2 separate regions of the Mus musculus genome follow, and region 1 is linked to region 2. A link is a contact called in public HiChIP or PLAC-seq data. All regions are on one chromosome and are shown on one strand. The core of a region is the stretch at or near the end of the contact, and the rest is flanking DNA. Distances in the headings are between cores, read along the strand shown.

What was found. HiChIP or PLAC-seq counts read pairs in DNA pulled down with a chosen protein or histone mark.
Region 1: an H3K27ac HiChIP or PLAC-seq map of heart atrium shows a contact between it and region 2, with 2.9 times the contacts expected there. The contact joins two enhancer-like sites. A contact is called at or near these places in 3 of 115 datasets of contacts at active chromatin or transcription factors (T-cell acute lymphoblastic leukemia, cardiomyocytes and heart atrium).

What each region holds. Positions count from the first base shown.
Region 1 is chr6:145,766,604-145,772,617 of GRCm38.p6, reverse strand. All of the region lies in intron 1 of Rassf8 (Ras association (RalGDS/AF-6) domain family (N-terminal) member 8), which reads right to left. Among named protein-coding and RNA genes, the nearest start is that of Gm15704, 21 kb to the right of the region's middle. Within about 2 kb of position 3,752, at least 139 of the 459 cell types and tissues checked have an H3K27ac peak or open chromatin away from gene starts, as enhancers often do. A contact at or near this core is called in heart atrium, where this site is marked.
Region 2 is chr6:145,542,015-145,548,186 of GRCm38.p6, reverse strand. Gm38475 (a long non-coding RNA gene) reads left to right here. Exons shown (of 3, transcript XR_378153.2): 2 at 4,683-4,742. Among named protein-coding and RNA genes, the nearest start is that of Gm38475, 69 kb to the left of the region's middle. Within about 2 kb of position 3,861, at least 14 of the 459 cell types and tissues checked have an H3K27ac peak or open chromatin away from gene starts, as enhancers often do. A contact at or near this core is called in heart atrium, where this site is marked.

The DNA.
Region 1 (6,014 bases), core at 2,503-5,002, 220 kb before region 2:
GGCCTGCCACTGGACCTTCTTTTCCTCAGGCTCCTCTCCATTTTCATCCCTGTAATTCTTTCAGACAGGAACAATTATGGGTCAGAGTTGTGACTGTGGGATGGCAACCCCATCTCTCACTTGATGCCCTGTCTTCCTGCTGGAGGTGAGCTCTATAAGTTCCCTCTCCCTACTGTCTGGCATTTCATCTAAGGTCCCTCCCCTTGAGTCCTGGGAGTCTCTCATCTTCCAGGTCTCTAGTACATTCTGGGGGGTCCCCCCAACCTATATCCTGAAGTTGCCTGTTTCCATTCTTTCGGCTGGCCCTCAGGGCTTCAGTCATTTTCCCTCACCCAACACCAGATCAGGTTCCCCTCTCCCCTCTACTTCCCCTTCCCCCTCCACTTTTCCTCCCAGGTCCTTCCCTCCCCACCTGTGATTGTTTTCTTCTCTCTCCCAAGTGGGACTGAGGCGTCCTCACTTGGGCACTTCAGCTTGTTGAGCTTTTTGAGTTCTGTGGACTGTATCTTGGGTATTTTTAACTTTATTTATTTGTTTATTTAGGCTAATATCCACTTATTAGTGAGTACATACCACACATGTTCTTTTGGCTCTGAGTTACCTCACTCAGGATGATATGTTCTAGTTCCATCCATTTGCCTGCAAACTCAGGATGTCCTCATTATTAATAGCTGAGTAGTATTCCATTGTGTAAATGAACCACATTTTCTATATCCATTCTTCTGTCATGGAACATCTGGATCCAGCTTCTGCTATCACAAATTAGGCCTCTAAGAACATAGTGAAACACGTGCCCCTGTGGCATGGTGGGCATCTTTTGGGTGTATTCTCAAGCTCAAGGGGAGGTCCCAGGCCTCACACTATTACTGAGGCTATGAAGCTCTCAAAAAAGGGACCTAGCATGACTGCTCTCTGAAAGAGCCAAAGGGCAGCTGAAAGCGTCAGATGCTGATATTTGTACCCAACCAATGGACAAAAGCAGCTGAGTCCTGTTGTTGAATTAGGAGAGGCTGAAAGAAGCTGAGGAGAAAGGCGATCCTGTAGGAGGACCAGCAGCCCCAATCTGGACCCCAGAGATCTCTCCAACACTGGACCACCAAACAGACAGCATACACAAGCTAATATGAGGCCCCCAATACACATACAGTAGAGGCCTTTGGGTCTGTGTTCATTCAGAGATGATGCACCTAACCCTCAAGAGACTGGAGGCCCCAGGGAGTTTAGAGGTCAGATGGGGTGGGGGGTGGGGGCCTCCATGTGGAGACAGGAGGAGTGGGGAGGAGGGGTGGGATGTGGAGTAATCAGAGGGTGGATGGGGGGATGGAATATGAAGTGTAAAAAAATGAATTTAAAAGAAAGGGGGGTTGCTTCTGCACCTGAAAGACACAGGGAGGCCATGCTCTCCACAGTGACTATGTCCTATGGTGGCTGCCAGGCAGGCTGGTGAGTGTACAGCTACACCCCAGCTCTGTGGAATGTATCAACAGGCAAAGCTGCATCTTATAAAGAAGGGGAGAAAGGTAAAAGTCAAAGGAATCTCAAGGTATTTAGTCAAGAATTACAGAAAACAGCAATAATGGAAAACTCTTCAGCAGCAAATTCCAGGTAAGCCATCTAATCCTCCCCTGCGTAACCTGAGGGATGCAAATAAACCCATCCCCAGTCGTTCAAATCCCCATGCACGTGCCCCACCCCCAGCAGGAAGCCTCAACCATAGCCCTGTGCACAGAGCCCACACTCTAGTCCTGCTGCCCAGGAGGCAGCTGTGGGCCGGACTCTGCGCTGTGATGTGATTACAGAGTCACTCGGCAGCTGCACTGCTGAGCAGGCTTCCCGGCCCGGCCTCAGTACACAGCAGGACTACGGACAGGACGCCACAGGCTTCGGTGAGCACACGGATGTGATCAGCGGCCCTGCTGCAATCACTGCCTCACTCTCAACACTTGTGGTACTAGGGTTTCCTCTAATGCAAAACACGTAGCAGGCTCTGCATGAGAACCGAACCAGCAAGGAAGGAGAACTGTAGACTTAGGAGCTCTACTAGAAGGTTCTGAGGCTATGCATTTTTTTCAGAAGATTAATTTAAATGAGACCTCTGAAGGTCATGTAATCACTAATGAATAAAGGGCTAAGGAATTTATGGCATGGTACTCTGATTGGTGTCCTTAAAGAGTTTACTCACCTGTAAAATATGAACAGCTCGCTTATAAGTGATTCACCTGCCACAAACAAGGTCAGGCTGCTTTTTCTCCTGAGACCAGTAAGTCATGTTTGAGAGACGGAGCCAAGATGATGGAGCAGGTATACCAAAAGCAACCTAATTCATAACTTGGTTGCGTGCACTAAAGGAGATTGCTGGGAGCTTTGCACTTAAAAGGCCTCTCAGGACGGTTCAGTGCCACCGAGGATGTCGCAGACAACTAAGGACAAAGCCACACGCCTTCCTAGCTGCACCCTGTGGCTCCTCTGCTCTCAGAGGCAGCAATGGGAAGTACAGGCAGGCAAACTTATTTGTCAATGCAAGCTTGGCTGGGCATCCTAACGCAGTGGCGTGGTGCCACCTAACACTGTAGTTCTTTAAATCAGCATGTTGCAAAGGACAGTCCCTGAGTCCCCACTGAACATAGCTACACACGCCTCCTGAAACTCCGAACGGTTTCTGAGGAACCGGCCAGACACACGGGCTGACCTAGCTTCTGACCCTCCCTGCAGGGCTCTTGAGCAGGGCCAGCCTTGTGAGGTAGTATGCCAGCCTTGTGAGGTAGTATGCCAGCCTTGTGAGGTAATATGCCAGCCTTGTGAGGTAGTATGCCAGCCTTGTGAGGTAGTATGCCAGCCTTGTGAGGTAGTACGCCAGCCTTGTGAGGTAGTATGCCAGCCTTGTGAGGTAGTATGCCAGCCTTGTGAGGTAGTATGCCAGCCTTGTGAGGTAGTACGCCAGCCTTGTGAGGTAGTATGCCAGCCTTGTGAGGTAGTATGCCAGCCTTGTGAGGTAGTAGGCCAGCCTTGTGAGGTAGTATGCCAGCCTTGTGAGGTAGTATGCCAGCCTTGTGAGGTAGTAGGCCAGCCTTGTGAGGTAGTAGGCCAGCCTTGTGAGGTAGTAGGCCAGCCTTGTGAGGTAGTAGGCCAGCCTTGTGAGGTAGTAGGCCAGCCTTGTGAGGTAGTAGGCCAGCAAGGCAGAACCACACTGCTATCCTGCGGGGCTAACGCAGGCTGAAAACACTCTCAGTGTTCTTAGAGTGGTGGTCAATTTCTACCTTAAAAATAATGAATTCCCCCACGTTAACTTACTGTCCTAAAAAAACAAGACACACAGGCTGTTCTCCTGACAGTGTTCTGTGGGCTCTTACCACTCTGTCCTCTGATCCCAGTCACTTGGAAGGGGTGGGTTTCTGTAGTTTCACCTAACACTTTGTGTCTTTGGAAAAGGAATTCAGTTGTTTCTTTAAAGACCACTTAATGGCCCAGAGTGCTCTTCTCACCCTCCTTCCCTGCTGCCCAGAGCTCCCTGCAACAGCACAGGAATTGCCTGTACAGTTAGTTACCAGTTTGGCATTTGGAAAACTGCCTAAAGTGAGGGCTAAAAATGCTGAAGGAGACCTGGAGAGTTAGTTTTAGAGAATAAAAACAAAACCCTGCCACACTTCTCCTTGGGAGAACGAATGAGCCCCTGGCTCCTTGAGAAGGGAACGCCTGGCAGCACCGAGCACTCCATTGCCTAATGCTTGGAGAATGTGAGGCGCGAGGGAGTCAGAGAAGCCTTGGCTACAGGACGAGAGCTGACGCAGTCCGTGTCTGCCACACTCACACTGTGCCCTTCACAGATGTCTCTGCATCTATTTATAGGACGTTTAGGGCCAGGCCAGTTACTGTCCGCCATATTACCATTCTCATAACAGACTCATACACAAACTATCTTTTTTATGAATAAAAGACACTCCCACCCCTCATCTCTCAACAAAACTCAACTCTTAAAAGTCTTAGTCACAAAATTACATGAAATAGTAAATAAGAAGTAGTACAATAAGAAATTGTAGCGCCCAGGTACAATACAAGATTGGAAAAAATATGTATGTCCCAATGACAGAAGAAAACGTGAGCCTCAGGCGCCTGTCTATGGCTAGCTCCAGCCGCAAGGCCACCCTTTCCAGAAGTCAGGGACTGACTAGAACTTCATAGTTGTTTCACAAATGTCATTGATTTCCTGGTTTTTAAAAAGGTATTAGTTTCGAATATTTACTGTGTGTGTGTGTGTGTGTGTGCACATGCGTGCTTGCGTGTGAGTGCACTCAAGTGTGTGTGTTTACATATGCCTTGGAGGGTGAGTGTAAGTCACAAGACAACTGACTGACAGCAGTTGGTTCTCTCCATCTAAAATATGAGTCCCGGGGATTGAACTTGGGTCTCCAGGCTTTGTGGCAAGCATCTTTGCTTACTGGGCCATCTCACCTGCCCCTGGTTATTTTTTAAACACTGTTATCATTGCAACACTAAGGTACAGTACTGCCTGTGTCCAATTGTTAAAGAAGAATAGCAGGCTCTAAAGCATCATGGGATTCCTGTGTCCTGTGTGGTGCCAGACATCAGAGGAAGCCTTTCTTCCACAAGCCCCACTGACACTCCCCTCCAGGAGATGAAGTGACTTGATAGGTTCAAAATGCCAAGGAAGGTCAAAGAAAACTGGAATTAGAACCACATGGGAAGAGACTATCACGCGGGAAGCAACTGACGACATAAACTAACACCCACCCTAACTTGGCCGCACAGGCTCTGAAGCTCCCTGGATCCACTGTCCATGGAAAACAGTTTTCTTACCCAAAGCAAACTCTTCCCACACACCTCCTCCTTTTTGAAGCTTCCTCTGTTTTTAGTATTGTTTTCAAGAAAACTTGCCCAAGTGGGAAGTGAGCCGTTGGAGAATTTCTAAAACTTACATCATCTTTTTTTTTTTTTTTTGTTTACAACCAGCTCATTACCAGAGCCAGGCATTTAAAATCCAAAGAGATCTATCTCCTTAAACACATGCTCAGATTAGCAGGGCTCCATTGTGAAATTCTGACCAAGTCCAGGCTGTCTGGGATGGAGCAGGTGCCATGGGAATGTGCTTTAACACATAGCCCTGGGCATCTTTCTTCCAGTTCCTGGAAGAGTCAGCCATCTCCCCTGTGATCACCCGAACTGTCCTACCTTCCCCGCCCACTGCTCTCCTCAGCCATCCACTTCCCAGACACAAACAGAAAGATCAAATCCCACCATGCCACTGCGTCTCAGTCTTTCTGTAACAACTGCACTGATAACACTTCTCCAAGACAAATGAAGGCCTGGCAACTGTGTGACTGTAAGAAATAAGAAAGCAAAGAGGAGGACCCCAGGAAACGTAGGGCGCAGTGCGTCTCCCATGAGTCTTTCACAATAGGACACTGTCTAAGCTCTTTCCCACTTCCTTTCCGGGAGCCACCAAAGAGGATGCATCAGCCAACCAGAAGCTTCCTTGCCTCCAGTTCTACTCCACGTTAGCATCCCATGCTCAGGCTCCACCAACTCTCTGTAGTGGCCAAACACCACCTCACACACCAGTAGGCAAGTCAATGTCTTCCTGCCAACCATGGAAAGAATTATCCTCACTGCTACAAATAAGCATAGTGCTCACCCCTCGGCAAAGGAGCTTCTTTTTGTAAGAGATGTGGACTACTTTAGAGATCTACAACTGGTTAAAATGTAGAGAGCAAGTGACTATGGGGACCCTGGCTGGGACAGTACACCTACAACACAACCCACACCTGGGATGGTACACTTACAACACAATCCATACCTGAGATGGTACACCTATAACTCAACTCCATACTTGGGGCTCAGTAAACATCATAGAAGAGGAAAGATTTCTACAGTGTGAGAAGATTTAAAATCTTAAAGAGCCAGACCAAGACACCTGCTGTGATCCTCCCCCGACACATACACACACACACACACACACACACACACGGTCTATATAACTGAACAATGAAAACAACCAG
Region 2 (6,172 bases), core at 2,612-5,111:
TTTTAACCCTTTCCCCTCACACAAGAAAGAAAGAAGGATAGAGAAAAGAAAGGGAAAGAAAGAAATCCCCGAGTCTAACCTCCTAACCTTGTTTTTCCCCGATCAAGACCATTAATAACTTGTAACCAACCTCTTTATAACAACAAGCATCCTTTATCCAGTAAAATGACCAAAATCATCCATCCCATGTCTTGGCAATGGGGGAACATGTCTACTTAAGATCACTTCCTGCTATTTAGGGGCAACAGCATCTTTTGGGAATCCTAAGAGATTTGGGACTCTGTGAAAAGTGGGATATTGGCCAAGTCCTGGGAGAACTGGCTGCACCGTTTGTTGTCCAGTCTCTGTGGGGTGGGAAAGTTCAAGGCCTAATTGAAGTCCTGGCTGGATCAGTGTGCAAGGCTGGATGAACTGTGGTCATCTGGGGCCAACAGCCTTCCCTGAAGCCATTCTGGAAGCAAGTCTCCCAAGGAAACAGCTTTGAGGCAGTCTGAGGCCAGATCAGGCATCCCAGCACCCACAAGGGTGGATCCGGTTAGGGCCACTTCCTCGGTTGTCATTTTCTGTTAACATGTAAGCTCTCACAAGTAATAGACAGTTCTGTACCAATAGTGTATATAATGTGCAAGGTGCATAGATCAGTTAAAGATGATTCTTTGTTCTTGTTTGAGCAGCTGAAAATTATCTGTCTGTCTTTATAAGTTAGTTTGGATCGTGTAACAAAACTGTAACATAGACTAATATATATGCCACTTAAAACAATGGCATGGTAAGTCCTGAAGACTTGGTTGCCAACAAGATTTATTGACTACACACACACACACACACACATACATTCATATTCATGTCTCAGTTGGTCTCAGAGCTTTTCTCATGTAGACAGAACAGATATATATTAACCTATCTTGTTGATATTGCCAATCTCTCTCTGTCTGTCTGTAGCCAAGATATTCAGGGTGTCTTCCCCGGTCAAATCTTATTTCTAATAATTTAGATGGAAGATAACCCTGCCCCAACCCTAACTCTGGGTCCTTATATTGACTACTAGAAAATATCTTTCCTAGGGCAAAATTATTTTTGCCAACAGAAAAAGCATTATCTTTCAAAGTGAAATTATAAATATACCTTATGTAGATAAATATGTCTATATTCCCCTTTTTCTTTATATAAATTTGAGATCAATATGTATTTACCTTTTAGATCATTAAGGATATATTATTTATTATTAAGCAAAAACCTAGATAGTACTTTTATGGAAAAAATGTGTCATTTTGGATGTTTGCAAATTGCTATATCTTATAAATTGTAGTGACATTCTGAATTTACTTAAAATCTTTAAAATTCTTCTATGTGTTAGTAAAGTCAACCAATAAAAATATCCTTCCTGTTTCCCTGCTATTAGGGAAAAACAAAAACATTCAAACAAAATCCAAGCAAGGAAACAAGAGAATTCTAAGTTGGGGGCCAGCTGTGTTAGGTTATCTCACAGGCCTTGGAAGTCAGGCGTTGCCACACTGTACCTGAGCCCGTGTAGCAGCAAGCGCTAACAAACATCTCACAGCCAGAGAGCTCTGAGTTCCAGCTGCCACCAGTTTCCTTTTTTCTTCCTCTATTTTTCCTGACTAATTTAGCGTTCCATCTTTCAGATCTCTCTTTACCCAAGTCTGTTTCATTTGATCTTCCTCAGAGAGGGCACAGAAACCATGGTGCTACTGAATGTGCTGTCGCTAGCTCCATGGCAACAAGGAAAAACAAAACCGTACAAGATCCAAGCGCCTTCTGCTGGAGTGTTTTCCATTTTTTAACATGGAAAGTATTTTTCCCTTTAATCTCTGACTCGCTTTAGGGATGTCGATTTACCAATTTTAAACTTAGTGCCTCCGCAGTTAGGACGCTTGGGGCTGTTAGTTTTATTGCAGCTCAGAAGCAATGTTCCCTTTGAACTTCTGGGTCTCTGCAGGCTCCTGGGGTCAGCAGGTGTCTAAGGCAGCCAGCTCCGCCTCCTCAGCTCCGCCCCGCCCCTCAGTGCAGCTCCGCCCCCTCAGCGCAGCTCCTCCCCCTCAGCTCAGTCCAGAAGGTTGCCCCACTGGTTCAGCCTCCTGCCTTCCTGGCCAGGCCTCTCCAACCCACTGGGCTTCTGCACTGCTTCAGGCCTTCACCCACAGCCTCAGGCCTAGCTCTCTCTAGGGCTTCTGTCTGCTTTTGTTCTCTCTCTCTCTCTCTTTTTTTTTTTTTTTAAAAAGACCAGGCCTCTTGTCCAGCTGTGCTGACTCCCCCACCCCCACCCTTTTACCCAGGCCTTGTCAAGCTGTAAGCTTGGATTCTAACTGCTGTTAAGTTGTGGGCCAATTTATAGTAGAATTAATATATTCTATCTAGCTTGTATAAAAACCTTACAATACTGGTATTTATTTACAAGCTGTAAGCCTAGATTGGGCAGGCTTAGTTAAAATTGAGCTATTCTAACTTACATCCCAGCCATATGTCCCTTGTCACTTGCTGATCCTCCTGGCCACGTGCTCATGGTCCATCTCCTTTCATGGAGGCCTCCTCCTCCCTCTGTGTCCTTTCTTCTCTTCTCTGCTCTCTTTCCTGAGACCCCTCACGCAGTCTTCAAGTCCTGCCTTTCTCTCTCTACTGCCCAACCACAGGCAGTTATTGACTGATTAACTTGGGGAGCAAAGGTTTTTATTGACCAATTAAGTTGGGGAGCAAGGCTTACAGAGTATCATTTAGTGTCGTTGGGGATCTCCTAATTGCAGGCAGCCTAATCTTGAGAGCCAGTATTTAGCATTTGTGTACATGGCAGCATCAAACCAACTCCAACAGAGACATTTCATGGAGGAAAGCGTGAGTGGCCTGGGTCAGTGACACCTAAATGCTGGTTGTCACGAGGACAAGAAGCTGAAGTCGCCTATAGGTCTGAGATGAGGCAGACATGGAATGAGCAAGTGACTGACTTGAAGTGTCCTGAGCAGGTGGTTAATACCCACCAAGGAGCTGTGGAAGGGGGCGTGGTTTACTCAGGTTCTCAGTTTGAGGGGTGTAGCCTGCCCCAGTGGTAAAGGTGTGGTGGTGGATTGTTCTCCACTGTAGCAATGGGGACATAGGCTGTGAGGTCACATCTTACCAGAGCAGGGAGCAGAGAGGGTGAACAGGAAGCAAGGCTGAGTTACAACCCTCATGACCCGCCCCTCACCTCCAATAGTGACTCACTTCCTTCTGCCAGACTTCACCTCCAAACAACTTTCTAAAGCAGCACAGTTGGGCAGTCATGTTCAAACACTGAGGATGGCATAGCTGTGTGAGCTTGCACAAGATACTTAACCTCTCCAAACATCCACTTCTTTGTAAGTAACACCATGGTAGTGCTACCCTGAGGACAGCTATAAGCACGCAAGCAAATGCATGTTTCTCATTGTCATGTGTAGCGAATGTGAAATGTAGCGAATGTGTAATGCCTGCTAGAAGCATCGACTTCTTTGTGGCTGTGTAAGTACCATGTGCCACTGAGAGACCCGTCTCCACCACAGACTGCTGTTCTACTCAGCTTAGCCCGCGTTGTCTTAGACGATATCCAGGTTGCCGTTCACTCCCGCATTCCCCTTACATCAGATGGTCTCTGCGTACTGTTTATGGAGTCACTCCTGTGTCTGACGCTTCAGATGTGCTGCGGGACGTGTGGGAGGCCCAGCGCTGTTAGCTCCAGAGACTGTTGCCATTGATCTCCTTGCTGATTCTTGACAGAGCCTTAAGGCTACTAAGAATCCAATGACTGAGATTATCATAGCTTTGAAGTCATCCTCCATTCTTCCCACCAGGACCTCTAAAAATAAAACTGGCAGGCCAGCCCAGAGCTTGGATGTCTGCTCAGGCGTGACCCCTTCTGTCCCATGGTTTATCCCTGATGGGGTGATCTGAATCACCTCGCTGTGGCCCTTTACTGATAACTATGTTTACTCCAGAGACTGCGGACATCTCAGCCACCCTCCAGTCCCTTCTTGAAGAGAGCTGTCTGTCTTTGCAGAGATCCCTTGTTATCTGTGTCAAGAAAACCTGTGTTCAGTTGTTGAGGCATGCCGACTAAGTCTATTTAAACCCGCACAGAATTTCGGTACCAGTGTATGTGCGCTTGGAGTTAGTTGATTGTCACTTTTATTCAATTAAGATGCTTGTGGTTTGTCAGGGATTTATGTTACTGAACCCTGGATGACTTGTCTCTAACACTAAGAGACAGAGTCCAGCTTACTTACCCCCCTCACTTCTGGGCAGGATTTTATGCATCCCAGGCTACACCTCTTACATAGTCGAGGGTGACCTTGAACGCCTAATCTCCCTGTTGAATTCTGGGATCACGGTGAGTGGCACCACACATGGATTGTAGTTTGGAGGTTCAAATCGGTGTCTTTATAACGCTAGGCAAACACTGCTGACTGAGCTGTGTCCTCAGCCCCATGTCACCTGTTCAGGTGGGATTCCTGCATCCTGGTTTGTTCTCCAGTGCTGCACTTCCGGTGATGACTGGATGCACAGACATGTGGCCCTTCTTGGTCCATCCTGTTCTGTAGAGGCTCTGTGTTCTCAGCTCAGGCTTCCCCTGGGTATAGGGGCTTCCCCCAGCAGGCTGCAGGGCATTTCAGTCTAGGAGCCCCTCAGTGAGGTTTCTCTTGTTGGTACTCCAGGTATCCCAGGACCCCTGCACAGCAAGCAGCAGTGTCAAGCCCAAAAGGAGGAATTCTCAGGTAAGGTCTTTCTTTTCAGTTGATCCCTCTGGCCAGTTTCTGGCATCACCTCCACCCTAATATCTCCAAATTACAAACACAGTTATAAAATAGAAATTGTTCTCCCTGCTCTTTCCTTTAAAATTTATAACGAAGAAACTTAGTAGAACAGCTCAACAAAAAAAAAAAAAAAATGTATTAGAAGAAATCAGCTGTGTTTAAAATTGTTTCAGACTAAGAACAATCAAAGGAACAACAGCAGCCACTCATCTGGGTTCAGCCTGCATTCCTCTACAGGAATCCCAGCTAAAACAAATAGTTGTTAGTGTTTCATTGATTTTTTTTTACATTTACTTATGTCTGTCTGTCTGTCTGTCTGTCTGTCTCTGTTTCTGTCTGTTTCTGTCTCTCTGTCTCTCTGTGTGTGTGTGTGTGTGTGTGTGTGTGTGTGTGTGTGTGCGCACACGTGCATGAGCAGATCAGGTCAGAGGATACCTTAAAGAAGTCAATTCTCACACACCCACATACACACACATGCACGCACGTGCATGCGTGCACATACAAAAAAAGAAAAAGAAAAAAAAGTTCTCTCCTATCATGTGGGTCAAAGGAGTTGAACTTGAGTCATCGGGTTTGCGAACATCTTTTCCAGCCTTAACTATGTTTGAATATGAGAATGTGGACAACATCTTTTGCACACTGATATTGAAAAATTACGTGTGGTCTACCTGACATTCACATTTAGCTGAGCTTGTGTGCTTTGGGGAAGGGAGCCGTTAACATCCTTCCCCACGGGGTCATTCTCCCTACTAGTGGTGTTCCTATGCCAGACCATCTGAGGAACATTTACATAGTAAGCCCCCAGGTGTATGTGTGAAGCAAAGATGGTTAGTGTCTTAGTTTGGGCTTCATTGCTGTGAACAGACACCGTGACCTAAGCAACTCTTATGTCTTAGTTTGGGCTTCACTGCTGTGAACAGACACCGTGACCAAAGCAACTCTTGTAAAGGCAGACATTTAGCTGGAGCTGGTTTACAGTGTCAGAGGTCCAGTCCATTGTCATTATGGTGACATCCAGGCAGACCTGATGCTAGAGGAAGCAAGACTTCTGCATCTTGATCCAAAGGCATCCAGAAGGAGACTGGCGTCTGCAGGCAGCCAAGGGAAGCCTCTTCTGCCCTGGGTAGAACCTGAGCACAGAACCTCAAGGCCCACCCCCACAATGTCACACTTCCTCCAACAAGGCCACACCTCTTCACAGTGCCACGTCTCATGGGCTAAGCATATTCAAACCACCACACTCAGCCATGACTTTTTAAACATTAGCATTCCAAATTCTATTCTCTGTTTCCTTTAATATGGCATGCATTCCTCACTCTTGCCTGGACCCTAGGCTATCTCAAAGCACACTACCATAAGGCACCTCTAGTCTCATGTCAACATGACAAGAT